Linked DNA regions of Ovis aries: region 1 is linked to region 2. Evidence: chromatin contacts called from public Hi-C data. All regions are on one chromosome and are shown on one strand. The core of a region is the stretch at or near the end of the contact, and the rest is flanking DNA. Distances in the headings are between cores, read along the strand shown. Region 1 holds the start of TACC1 (transforming acidic coiled-coil containing protein 1). Region 2 overlaps NSD3 (nuclear receptor binding SET domain protein 3).

The links. A called contact is a pair of places that touch in the nucleus more often than the background predicts.
Region 1: a contact with region 2 is called in a Hi-C map of tail adipose tissue, with 4 times the contacts expected there. The contact joins the promoter of TACC1 here to the enhancer-like site in region 2. A contact is called at or near these places in 2 of 16 Hi-C or Micro-C datasets (omental adipose tissue and tail adipose tissue).

The regions. Positions count from the first base shown.
Region 1 is chr26:32,924,955-32,930,675 of ARS-UI_Ramb_v3.0, forward strand. TACC1 (transforming acidic coiled-coil containing protein 1) reads left to right here and starts at 3,052. Exons shown (of 15, transcript XM_060406924.1): 1 at 3,052-3,143; 2 at 3,316-3,366.
Region 2 is chr26:32,540,056-32,545,658 of ARS-UI_Ramb_v3.0, forward strand. It overlaps NSD3 (nuclear receptor binding SET domain protein 3), which reads right to left. Exons shown (of 25, transcript XR_003587200.3): 13 at 4,926-5,123; 14 at 4,055-4,228. Among named protein-coding and RNA genes, the nearest start is that of PLPP5, 25 kb to the left of the region's middle. Within about 2 kb of position 2,291, at least 10 of the 54 cell types and tissues checked have an H3K27ac peak or open chromatin away from gene starts, as enhancers often do. A contact at or near this core is called in tail adipose tissue, where this site is marked.

The DNA of each region.
Region 1 (5,721 bases), core at 1,802-4,301, 390 kb after region 2:
TGGGGTCACTAGGAGTTGGACACGACTGAGCGACTTCACTTTCACTTTTCACTTTCATGCGCTGGAGAAGGAAATGGTGTTCTTGCCTGGAGAATCCCAGGGACAGGGGAGCCCGGTGGGCTGCCGTCTATGGGGTCACACAGAGTCGGGCACGACTGAAGTGACTTAGCAGCAGCAGCGGCAGCAGCGATACCAAGTTTGGAAAGTTTTCTTCCTGGAATAACAATGCCGCCATCTAGTGGGCAAACCTGAGAATGACATCCGATGGACACGGAGAGAGAGGTTGATTGGCATGGAGGTGGCCTCTGTAAAGGGCTGTGGAATTTTCTTTCCCTCTGTAACCTTGCAAGCCGTATTCCAGGGACCAGGAAGCTGCTAATAAATTACCTCTATGTAGTCCATCCTTCAAAACAGAAGAACGATAATAAGAATGAAACTTCTTTTACCCAGTTGCCAGAAATTCTGGACCACTTTCACCATTCTCCCTCAGCACCTCTCAGAGCATCTCTTCCATAACATGACTCTCCCATGCTTCAGACTTTCCATCAATTACAGAACCAACTCCATAGGCCTGGTTAAAACCACACATGCCCCTCCAGCCATTCCCCATGACATACATTGTCTGCTTTCGCCGGGCCCTTATCTTACCTGTTCCTTCTATTGCCAATGACACTGCCTTCTTGTTTCCTTTGCCAGACTCATAACTCCTGCACATTCCGGGCTACCTGGAATATGGTAGGCGTTTGATCACTTTTGAGAGATGAAAAATGAGAATGAATGTCTTTCATTAGCTTAAAACACCCAAAATTTTTTTCATTAATTATATACACATACAGTCAGAGCTGTCAGGCTTCTAAATCTCAGGTAGTTTTACTTTCAAAGTCCTTAACATGCAGTTTGGTAGAGTGCAGGATAGAGAGAGTTTGGGGATATTTGTGTCCCCAAAGAAGGAAGATTATTAAAGAGTCTCAATACGCAGAATAATGTGTTCCTCTTAGAACATGATACTTGGGAGCTCCGTGGTGGTCCAGTGGTTAAGAATCTGTCTTCCGATGCAGAGGACATGGTTCAATCCCAGGTCAGGGAGCTAAGATCCAACACGCCGTGGGCTATTGAGCCCATGCACCACATACAACTAGAGAGATGCCCCCCAGCCCCGCGCTGCAGTGAAGATCCTGTGTGCCACAGCTAAGACCGGACGCAGCCCAAAATAAATAGTAATAATAATGAATGACTCTTTCCTCGAGTTTCCCGCAACCTCTTTTCTTTTCTCAAACAGTGTCTTGAATTTCTCAAAATAAACCTTCAGATGAGTTAGTCAAGGAAACAAGAAACTATACCCAAACTATGGCACTTAAGAAGTTGAGGTTAGGTTACAAAATATACAGAAATAGTTATCTTTTCAGGGATGTGTATTATTTTTGCAATAGCTTTAATTAGATATAATTTACGTGCCACAAAGTCACCTATTTAGAGTGTACAATTCAGTGATTTTTAGTATATTTATACAGTTGTGTGATAATTGCCACAATCAGCTTGAGAACATTTTTATCATCTCCCCCACTAAAACCCTGTACTTCTGTACCCTGTACTATCTCCTCCCAGCCCCCAGTTCCATCACCACCCCAATCCTTGACAACCATTAATCTACTTCCTGTCTCTAGGGATTTGCCCATTCTTGACCTTGCAGGATAAATGGAATCATATAGTTTGTTGTCTTTTGTGTTTGGCTTCTTCCACTTTAGCATGATGTATTCAAGGTTCATCCACGTTGCACATAAAGGTTTGTGCGTGTGTGCATGCTAAGTCACTCCAGGCATGTCGGATTCTTTGCGACTCATGAACTATAGCCCACCAGGCTCCTCTGCCCATGGGGATTCCCCAGGCAAGAACACTGGAGTGGGTTGCCATGCCCACCTCCAGGGGATCTTTCCCATCCAGGGATGGAAATCCAATCTCTTTCGTCTCCAGCGCTGGCAGGAAGTATCCCAATTTGTGGTGGCATTTGACAGTTCACAGACATGACACCCTCCAGGTGACTGTTGACAGCTAAATCTTAGGGTGCCTATTTGCCCCACACATCCCCACCCAGCACCTCCAAGAATCACAACCAGGAATCTTCCAACCTCATCCCTTGCAGGGGAGGTGGGAGGGGCTGAGGAAGAGGAGCTTGTAATTGGACCTGGTCTCCATTTAGGAAAGATAGCCATTCCTGGGCTTCCATCACAGAAAGACCTAGAACTAGGAGAGAGCTGGAAGCCAATCACTACCCCTCCCCTTTGCCACGCAGCACGCGTGGCCAGTGGGCAAAAGTGTGTTTGGGGGTGAGAGGAGGCTGACCCAAGAAGGACCCCAGAAGCCCACAAACTAAGAACATTATCTCTGCCATCTTTCACCAATTTTATTATTTTTGTTATTTTTCCATTAGAGGGGTAGGGGGAAAAAGTCAGGAGGGATGTGGGTGTGTATATTTCTTGGAATCCAAAGGTTCAGAGAGGGGAGGAAATTCATCAAAAATGTTCCCAGTACAAAAGTTGGCAAAACAAATAGCTCTCTCTCTCTCTCTCTTTTTTTCAATCTGAACTGTGTAACAGGAGAAATTCTCTCACAAGGGGAGAGTGTTCCTGAGCCAAGTTTAGGCCTAGGGAAAATTTTCCAGCATGTCAGGAACGAAGCTGACGGTCCATTAAGGAGGGGAAAAAAGCAAAAAAAAAAAAAAGAAGAAGAAGAAGAAGAAGAAGAAGAAGAAGAAAGTGCTGGAGTAAAGCGTAAGGCGGGGGAAAGCTCCAGGATTCAGACAGAGCTTTGCATTCCAGACCGGGCCGCAGTTGAGAGACCCCAGGAAGCTCCCTCTAAAGGGAGGCTGTGGAAATGCACCCTGGGCTCCCAGCCCTAGTGCACACTTCCTGTTCTGCCCCTGGACATTCAAGCCAAAACTTACAAAACATCCTTTCCCCTGGAACCAAGTGCTTGCTTAGGGAGACCCACCCCTCCCCACGTCAGTGATCTCAGCCTGCCCTCCCCTTCCTTCCGCGGAACCTCTCCCACATCAGAGGCGCTCGGCTTCCCGAGCAGAGATGCTGGATCCGCCGTAGCAGGTGATGCCCGAGGGAGCGAGGCGACCGGGGACCACTGGGCACGAGGTAGGAATGAGGGGCTGGGCGCCCTGGGTTCACTTGGCATTTACTTAGCAAAGCGAGGGCTTGACCTTTAAGCCTCGGGCTGGGGTGTTTTCTGGCTGATGGGGGTATGCGGTAGGTGAGTGGACTTTGGGGGAAGTCAGCCTTTCTTTTCCCCCTTTTTTCCCAAATTTAGCTTTAATTCTGGAGTCTCTGGAAGCACGCCGTTATTTACCTGGTGTGGCAAGTAAGTGCTAGGGCAGAATTCTGGGGATTCCTTGCTTTCTTTTCTCTTTTGCTTTCTTTTCTTGGAGAGAGGGGGCATGGGGAGGGGAGTCCTGGAATATCAGGGAAGGTTCATAAAGACCTTCAGCTCTGAATAGATTCAGAGAAAAAGGACCACGTGGATGCACAAGGAAAAGGCATTTTTGACTTGATGAGCTGGGGTCCAGCTGTTTCCCAGCACCTGGGTCATGTGTCTTCCTGGCCCCTGATGCCCCCCTCCCACCCACCCCCACAGCCTGCCACCTGCTGTCTTGGAGACACACACCTTGAGCTGTTTCTCAGCATGGAGGTGTGGCACACGGCCCCAGTGGCATGTGTTAATGGGCAGAACCCAGGCATCCCTAGAGACTTAGATGTCTGTCTGTGGTAGAGCTAACTGGTCTACCTGGAAGGCAGCATGTGGCTTGTTAAGGACATACCCCAGCTGGTGGCTGAGAGGCTGGCCTTGGCAGCACATGCTGACATTGGGCTGACAGTGAGCTCAGCAGGGCTTCTGCACGAGGAATGCTCAAAATTTTATGAAGCAATAATAAGTGAAGCATTTCAAATGCCCTTTCTCTGAACTCTATGGCCTTTACTTCTCTGCAGGACGCATTTGGCTCCTTATCCACATACTGCCTTGCACTGTTTTCTGGGCTTGCCTGATAGCTCAGTTGGTAAAGAATCTGCCTGCAATGCAGGAAACCCTGTTTCAATTCCTAGATCAGGAAGATCTGCTGGAGAAGGGATAGGCTACCCACTCCAGTATTCTAACCAGCCAAATAAATGCGAGTATATTGGACAAATGAGCCATAATCTGTTATTTGGTGATCCTGAGACGGGTACTAACTCTTGTTGAGTCCTGGCTGTGTGCCAGGCACCATTCTGAAGGTGGCAGGTATCATTATCATCCCCACTTTACAGATGAGGAAACTGAGGCTGTAGACACAACTAGTAAGTGCAGAGGAGGAATCTACTGAGTCCAGGCCACCATCCTCTGAAACCAGGATGGGGTTTGACTCTGGGGTCCTGCATTGTCTAGCTGGGTGACTTCAGACAAGTTAAATATCTTCAGCCTCAGTTTCCTCATCTGCAAAATGAGACAATAATAACCTGACAGAGGTGTTGTGAGAGATAAGTTAATCTTAGAAATTATTTTACTGAAGCAGGTCAACGATTCAGGCATGCTCCTCCCAGCCCCTATCTACCCTGTGCAGTATAAACACAGAGGAAACTTTTGCAACTGAAAAGCTTCAGGGCCCTGTAGAAGGTAGCAACGGTGCCTTGCTAGGATTTGTACCTTAAACGAGGAACACTGGAGTTCACTTACCAGCCAGTGCAAACCTGTAGCCACCAGCTCACTAGACTCTAAGTTCACTAAGAGCAAAGTTCATATCGTATACAGGTTCTGCGTTCAAACAACTTCGGAAGGCCATCTCCAAAAAAATTCCAGAAAGTTCCCCAAAGTAAAACTTGAATTTGCATGTGATTATTTACATAGCATTTAGATCATATTTGTATTTAGATTGTGCTTACATTTAGAATGTATTTACATTCTTGTATTAGGTTTTAGAGATGATTTAAAGTATAAGGGAAGATGTATGTAGGTTATATGCAAGTACTGTGCCATTTTATGAGAGTCCTAGGTGACACTAGTGGTAAAGAACCTCCCTGCCAGTGCAGGAGATGTAAGAGACATGAGTTCGATCCCTGGGTAGGGAAGATCCCCTGGGGGAGAGCATGGCAACCCACTCCAGTATTCTTGTCTGGAGAATCCCATGAACAGAGGAGCCTGGTGGGCTACAATCCATAGGGTTGCAAAGAGTCAGACACAACTGAGGTGACTGAGCTTGCATGCCCTTCTATGAAAAGGACTTGAGCACGGGTGGGTTTTGGTGCCCGCAAGCATCTTGGAACTAGTCCGGGGGGCAGGGGGAGCCAAGGGATGACTATACATTTGTTTCTCTTGGAGTATGATTCTCAAGCTGTGGTCTAAAGACCTCAGTGCCCTTTCTAAGGGACATGGGGTCCCTCTGGGGAGGAGTTCAACAAGTGGGTGCTCCAGGAGCCTCCTCTTCCCTCTCCCAACAAAGCAGCTCTGTCTTCACCTGAGTGTTAAGGGGCTGAGTCGAAAGCAAGTTTTGAAATCAATGTTCAGAACTGCTAACCTGGGACAGGTAATGTTGTGTCTCGGGAAAAAATAACTGCTTACAGGATGGGGTTGATTTACAGAGGGGTTTCCAGCTTGGCCTTGTCTGGGCTCTCACTTGCCTCTCCGCATCACCTTCTACTTAATAACCATCTCCCGCCCTGGGAAACTCACAGGTGTCGTGTGCCA
Region 2 (5,603 bases), core at 1,041-3,540:
CACCTACTATGTAGCTGTGCTTCAAGGTGGGGGAAAAAGAATATGAAGAAAAAGAAAGATCTGACAGAAAAAGCTTTCTACAGTTAGTAAAGGGAGTTTAGGCTACTCAATGCCTTATCTCTACACAGAAATCTACACACCCAGGGAAAAAACTCAAACTCGAGGATTAAACTGTGTTTGATGTCGTTCTGAAAACCCCCTCTGGAAAACAGAGCTATGTTCCTAAGTGTTTAGAAGGACTATGATGACAACCCAAAGAATAAAATGACATATCACTTAACAGTAGAAATAAGCACTGTCTACATGACACAGTAGAGACCCTGGTCACCTTCAATACGTCAAGCAGCACTGAATGGCAGAATCGGGCCTCCCTTCCTCTCTGCTAAGATGTTTAGATACCCTCAAATTCCAGCTTTCTCAGCCAGACAACGACGCTTTCCTTTTATTAGTATGATACATGATTTTAAAGATGCTGTAAGTTGCTGAACTTCAATGAGGTATTGCAAATCTTTAAAATTTTGTCCTGCTAGGATAATAACCAACTTAAGGGTTTATAAAAACGTCCTTTCAATCCACTAATACAGCTGTCCTATTGGAGGAAAACACCATCTGCTCTAACCCACCAGTAGCACACACCTCTCCTCCCTCCCTTCTCCTCCTGCCCTGAGTTAAGTCCATCCTGTAGCCAAGGGACCTGCAAGACCAGGGAAACTTTCTGTTTGTGGTTACTGGTCAGTTTATAACAACCTAAGACTTTACAGTGCAAATCACGACAGCAGCTTCACAGAGATCTTTTTGAGAAGAGGGTAGAGTTTTGTTTCTAAAGGGGTGACCATTTATTATTTTTGGTGGATGTTATCTTCATTTGGTGCTGCTCAACACTGAGATTCAGGAAGTATCTCTCATGTGAATGGAACTTGAAATTGCTAATTGGTAATACAGAAGAATCTTTGAATAAAGGTTATATAATGTTGAATGAATTTTATACATTTAATAGAGAAAAGTGGTACAGTGGCTTTTAAATAGGGAAGAACAACTTAAAATGTTAAGTAACTTTTATTTTACAGCACCCTCCAGATGAAAGGGAATGCTGAAGAATCTCTACTGCACTGAAATGGCACTTATGACACCATGAGGGGCAGGGGAGGTGGGTTGTTCCTCGAAACGCTGAAGCATTTCCAAAAATATTTCCAGATATTTCAGGCTTTAAGAATTAGCTTAATGATTTTAAACAACCAATAACCAAGAACTAAGACAAAAATCCTCTGTGCAGAGAGAGAAACAACTGCAACACAAGCTAAGTTTCCTAATGCCAAAACATAAAGGACTGAAGTATCCCTTTTAATAAGTGTGGATTTATTACAATTAGATCCCCTTAAAAAAGGAGACCCTCTATAAATACTGATAAAGGAACACGTATCATTTACTTCTGGAGAACTTTTAAGCCCTTTTCAAATCCTAGCATCTGATCTATTTAGAAAAATTTTCTGTAAAATGCTAGAAAAGAAAATGAAAGTTTCTGTTTACTGTGCAAAGCTGCAGTTAGAGTATTCGAGAATTAAATAATCTTGTTCTTAAAAAGGCATTTCAGTACAGCAAATCTTGCAGAATAACTGCCAAATTGATAAAATCCAATGTTAAAATATGGTGTTTCCATTATGTCAAGCTTTTAATCAAGGCATGACAGTTAAACTTAAAACGGTTAGAATTTGCTCTAAAACTAGGTTCCTTGACAAGGGGTCATTTTCTACCTTACTTATATAAAAAATACCTGCTTTAAAGGTCACCCAATTATTGAATGAAATAGAGCAAAAAAAAATATTGGTTGATATACTTACTGATGGTACTTGATTCAGAATGTACTCCCGAGTAAGCCAACATGATAGTTTTAAACTTGATATTTATTAATAAAGTGTTGGCTCAGTTACACATACACACACACCACCCCCCTCCATCACTCCAAGTGAAAGTGAGTAAAAGTAATATTTACAAAGCAACAGAGACTTTATGTTATCACTGACATTCATCTATTTGAAAGTCTCTAAAGCTAGTCATTCAGTTGTTAGTTCAGTATTTTCACCCTAGCATTCCTTTCTTAGGAATGGGGAGATGGACAAGGCACATGCTGACATTTTCTCTGGCTAATGCAATGTGGCATGAGACACGTCCAATCTTCTCCTCCCTGTGCCATCCAGCCTTCAGGGCAGGATACAGCTGCCCTCACTGCTCTACCCAGCATTTCTGACGGCGGCCGCCCCACACGCTTGCGAAACAGGCCAGCTCAAAGCAATGTGTACACTGACTCAGCTGGCTGCTACAAGAAGGACTACCAGTTACTTAATCCTCTACTGTCCACCTCCTCTGGTCTTTTTTTTTTTTTAATGAGAGTTACAAAAGTAAAACAACTCAAGATCTATCATACTAGCTAAATTCTATTAAAAACATTTTATAGTACTTTCACCAAATGGAAAGAACTGTCTTCTAAAACAAAACAAAACACAACCACTATGTCTAAAGTAGATAACTAATGACAACCTCCTGTACAGCACAGGGAACTCTACTCAGTGCTCTGTGGTGACCTAAATGGGAAGGAAATCCAAACAAAGGGTTAGGATATATGTAAATACAGAGCTGATTCACTTTGCTGTACAGCAGAAACGGACACAACGTGGTAAAGCAACTATACTCCAATAAAAAATTATTTAAAAAAGAAAACAAGATCTCAAACTTCTTTTTCAATATGGGCTGCTGCTAAGTCGCTTCAGTCGTGTCCAACTCTGTGCGACCCCATAGACAGCAGCCCACCAGGTTCCCCTGTCCCTAGGATTCTCCAGGCAAGAACACTGGAGTGGGTTGCCACTTCCTTCTCTAATGCATGAAAGTAAAAAGTGAAAGTGAAGTCGCTTAGTTGTGTCCGACTCTTCGCGACTCCACGGACTGCAGCCTACCAGGCTCCTTTGTCCGTGGGATTTTCCAGGCAAGAGTACTGGAGTGGGGTGCCATCGCCTTCTCCACAATATAGGCCAAACATAATCTAATAGGCCTGACATGCCATAGAATCCTTTCAAGAATTTCACACTAAGGGAAGTTTAGAAAACTCAGCATTTATAACAAAAAAATCCCAACAAACTGTGTTTGGGGATATTAGTTGATTTCTAAAATGCTTACACTTTAGATTACACTAAACATTACACTAAAAATTGTTTTTATTATAAAATAGCTGAGACATTCTGTAAAGGTGAATACTCCGTATCATATTCAGCTAAAGAAATTTTACTTTAGATTTATCACGAACTTAAGTTCACTGACACCCTCAGGGATACAATATTGTTTTTAATTGATCAATCTCTTGGCAGACTTAAGTATCAACAGCTGGCAAGTAAGAAAGCCTGCACTGCAGCCTCTTAACTAATATACCCCATATGTTGCCTTGGCTGTATCCCATTAGGCCTCCCTCGATGCCAGACCAAAACATGATAAAATACAACATAAATAATTGAAAAATAAATGTGATCTTCTTGCCTTGCAAGTGAAATCTAAATTAGTTGGAAACTCTGGATTACATAATATGACATGAGAAGATTCTATTTCAAACTGAAGAATTGTTTGGAAAAGTGAAGAGAATTGACCCTTAAACAATGTGGGGGTTAGGAGCGCTGACCCCCACGCAGTCAGAATCCTTTGTAACTTTACAGTTGTCTCTCTCCTGCATCTGTGGATTCCACCAACACTGGAGTACACATTGAGAAAACAGTGTACACAAGTGGATGCGGGTAGTTCAAACACGTGGTTCAAGGGTCAACTGTAATCTTTTGATGCTCCAAACAGGAACACTGAGGACTCATCTTTAACTCTAAGTTACTAAGAAATTAAGCAGAATTTAGCTTAATTTATGGAAGGATTAATATTCTAACAGTCTGAGTATCTAATTTAACAAAAGGGACTGGTTGCTGCAAGTGTGCATCTCTCTTAGGGGTATTCCTGGAACTCGATTTTAATGGGGAAATTTACCAATGAACCTAGAAAGACCTGAAGAGAAAGGACTGAGACTCACCTCTGGCGCAAACGAAACAAAAGCCTACATTTACAGCAGAGGAAGAGCCAGTGCTCCGTGTGGAGTGGTCACTGCAGATGAGAGCGCAGGAAGACACAAGGGTGCTGCCGGCAGCAATGCAAGCATCTACGGAGTGGTAGGCGACTGGGCACCGCAGACATCTCACCATGCGACCTATTGGAAGATGGTCAGGGAGGAACCTGGGTCACAAAGCATCTGCTGACACAAAGGGAGATCTTTGGGGACCCAGGATGATACTGGTTATAGTAGAACTAATTTGGCTCTGCCATTTCTATGCTGTATGGTCCCTAAATGTAGTGCCCATCTAGAGGTCACTCAAAAAAATTTTGTCTGCTCCAGTGCTGGAGAAATGGTGGTCGCCAATATGGCACCTGTTGAAGGAATCTCCAGGGGTAATTTTGAACATATGGAATTTACTTCTCATGGTCTGAATTAGAACCTTGTATCCACTTATCTTAGGGTTCTCCTGGTGGTTCAGTGGTCAGGAATCCTCCTGCCAATGCAGGAGACACGGGTTTGATCCCTGGGTTGGGAAGATCCCCTGCAGAAGGAAATGGCAACCCACTCCAGTATTCTTGCCAGGATAATCCCAAGGACAGAGGAGCCTGGTGGGCTACAGTCTATGGGGTCACAGAGAGTCAGATACGACTGTGTTTTTTACTATCTTACTTTACTAATTTTATTTTACTATCTATTTACCACTTACTTTACTATCTACTGTGGCCCAGCTGCAACAGCTATAGATAAACAAAGGGAGGATGCCCAATGTTCTTTATAATAATGTGCTTACTGTTTGCCATTGCACTTAAAACAACCCCAAACGTTGTCCCCTTCCTTAGCTTTGTTTTACCTTTACTTGCTTTGTGGATATCTTTCTCCATAGAGCAGGCAGAACAGCAGTGCTGGGGACAGCGGAAGCCTTTTGATTCAAAGATGGCAGTTGGGAATTTGCGGACACAGGCTTCATGGTAAAATTTCCCACAAGTGCTGACAGAGCAACGCTTCACATCCATACCAGACACTTTACATGAAAAACACGGGTGCTGTCCTGCAAAATTGGTGAGGAACACAGTTTAAATAAAATCTGGATTAAATCAGAAGCAGCTACTGATATCAGAGAGCTAACCCCTCCCCCTACAGATTCTACTACTATGTGTAAGATTTTAATATACAAAAAAGTGCTGAAAACAGTTAAAACATGACAATAAAACTTGCTAGAATAACTGACTTTCCACAATAATTGATCACCCATTTGAAGATATAGCACTAAAAGCAATTCAGATCCCCACTTCTCACTTTACACTAAAATAGAGTCCATAGAAAACCTAGAGCAGAATTTTTCAACACTTGAGAGCAGCAGGTCTTCCCAACTAAGAATAAAGAAATAACCAGTGGAAAGACAGATGTGATCAGATAATCAGAATTTCCATTTGTAGATCAGACATAAAATGAAAACTCATAATCCTAATAAAAACAAAGTTATGGCTAGATGTCTTATTAAAACTGCAGAAAATCAAGGACAGAGAAA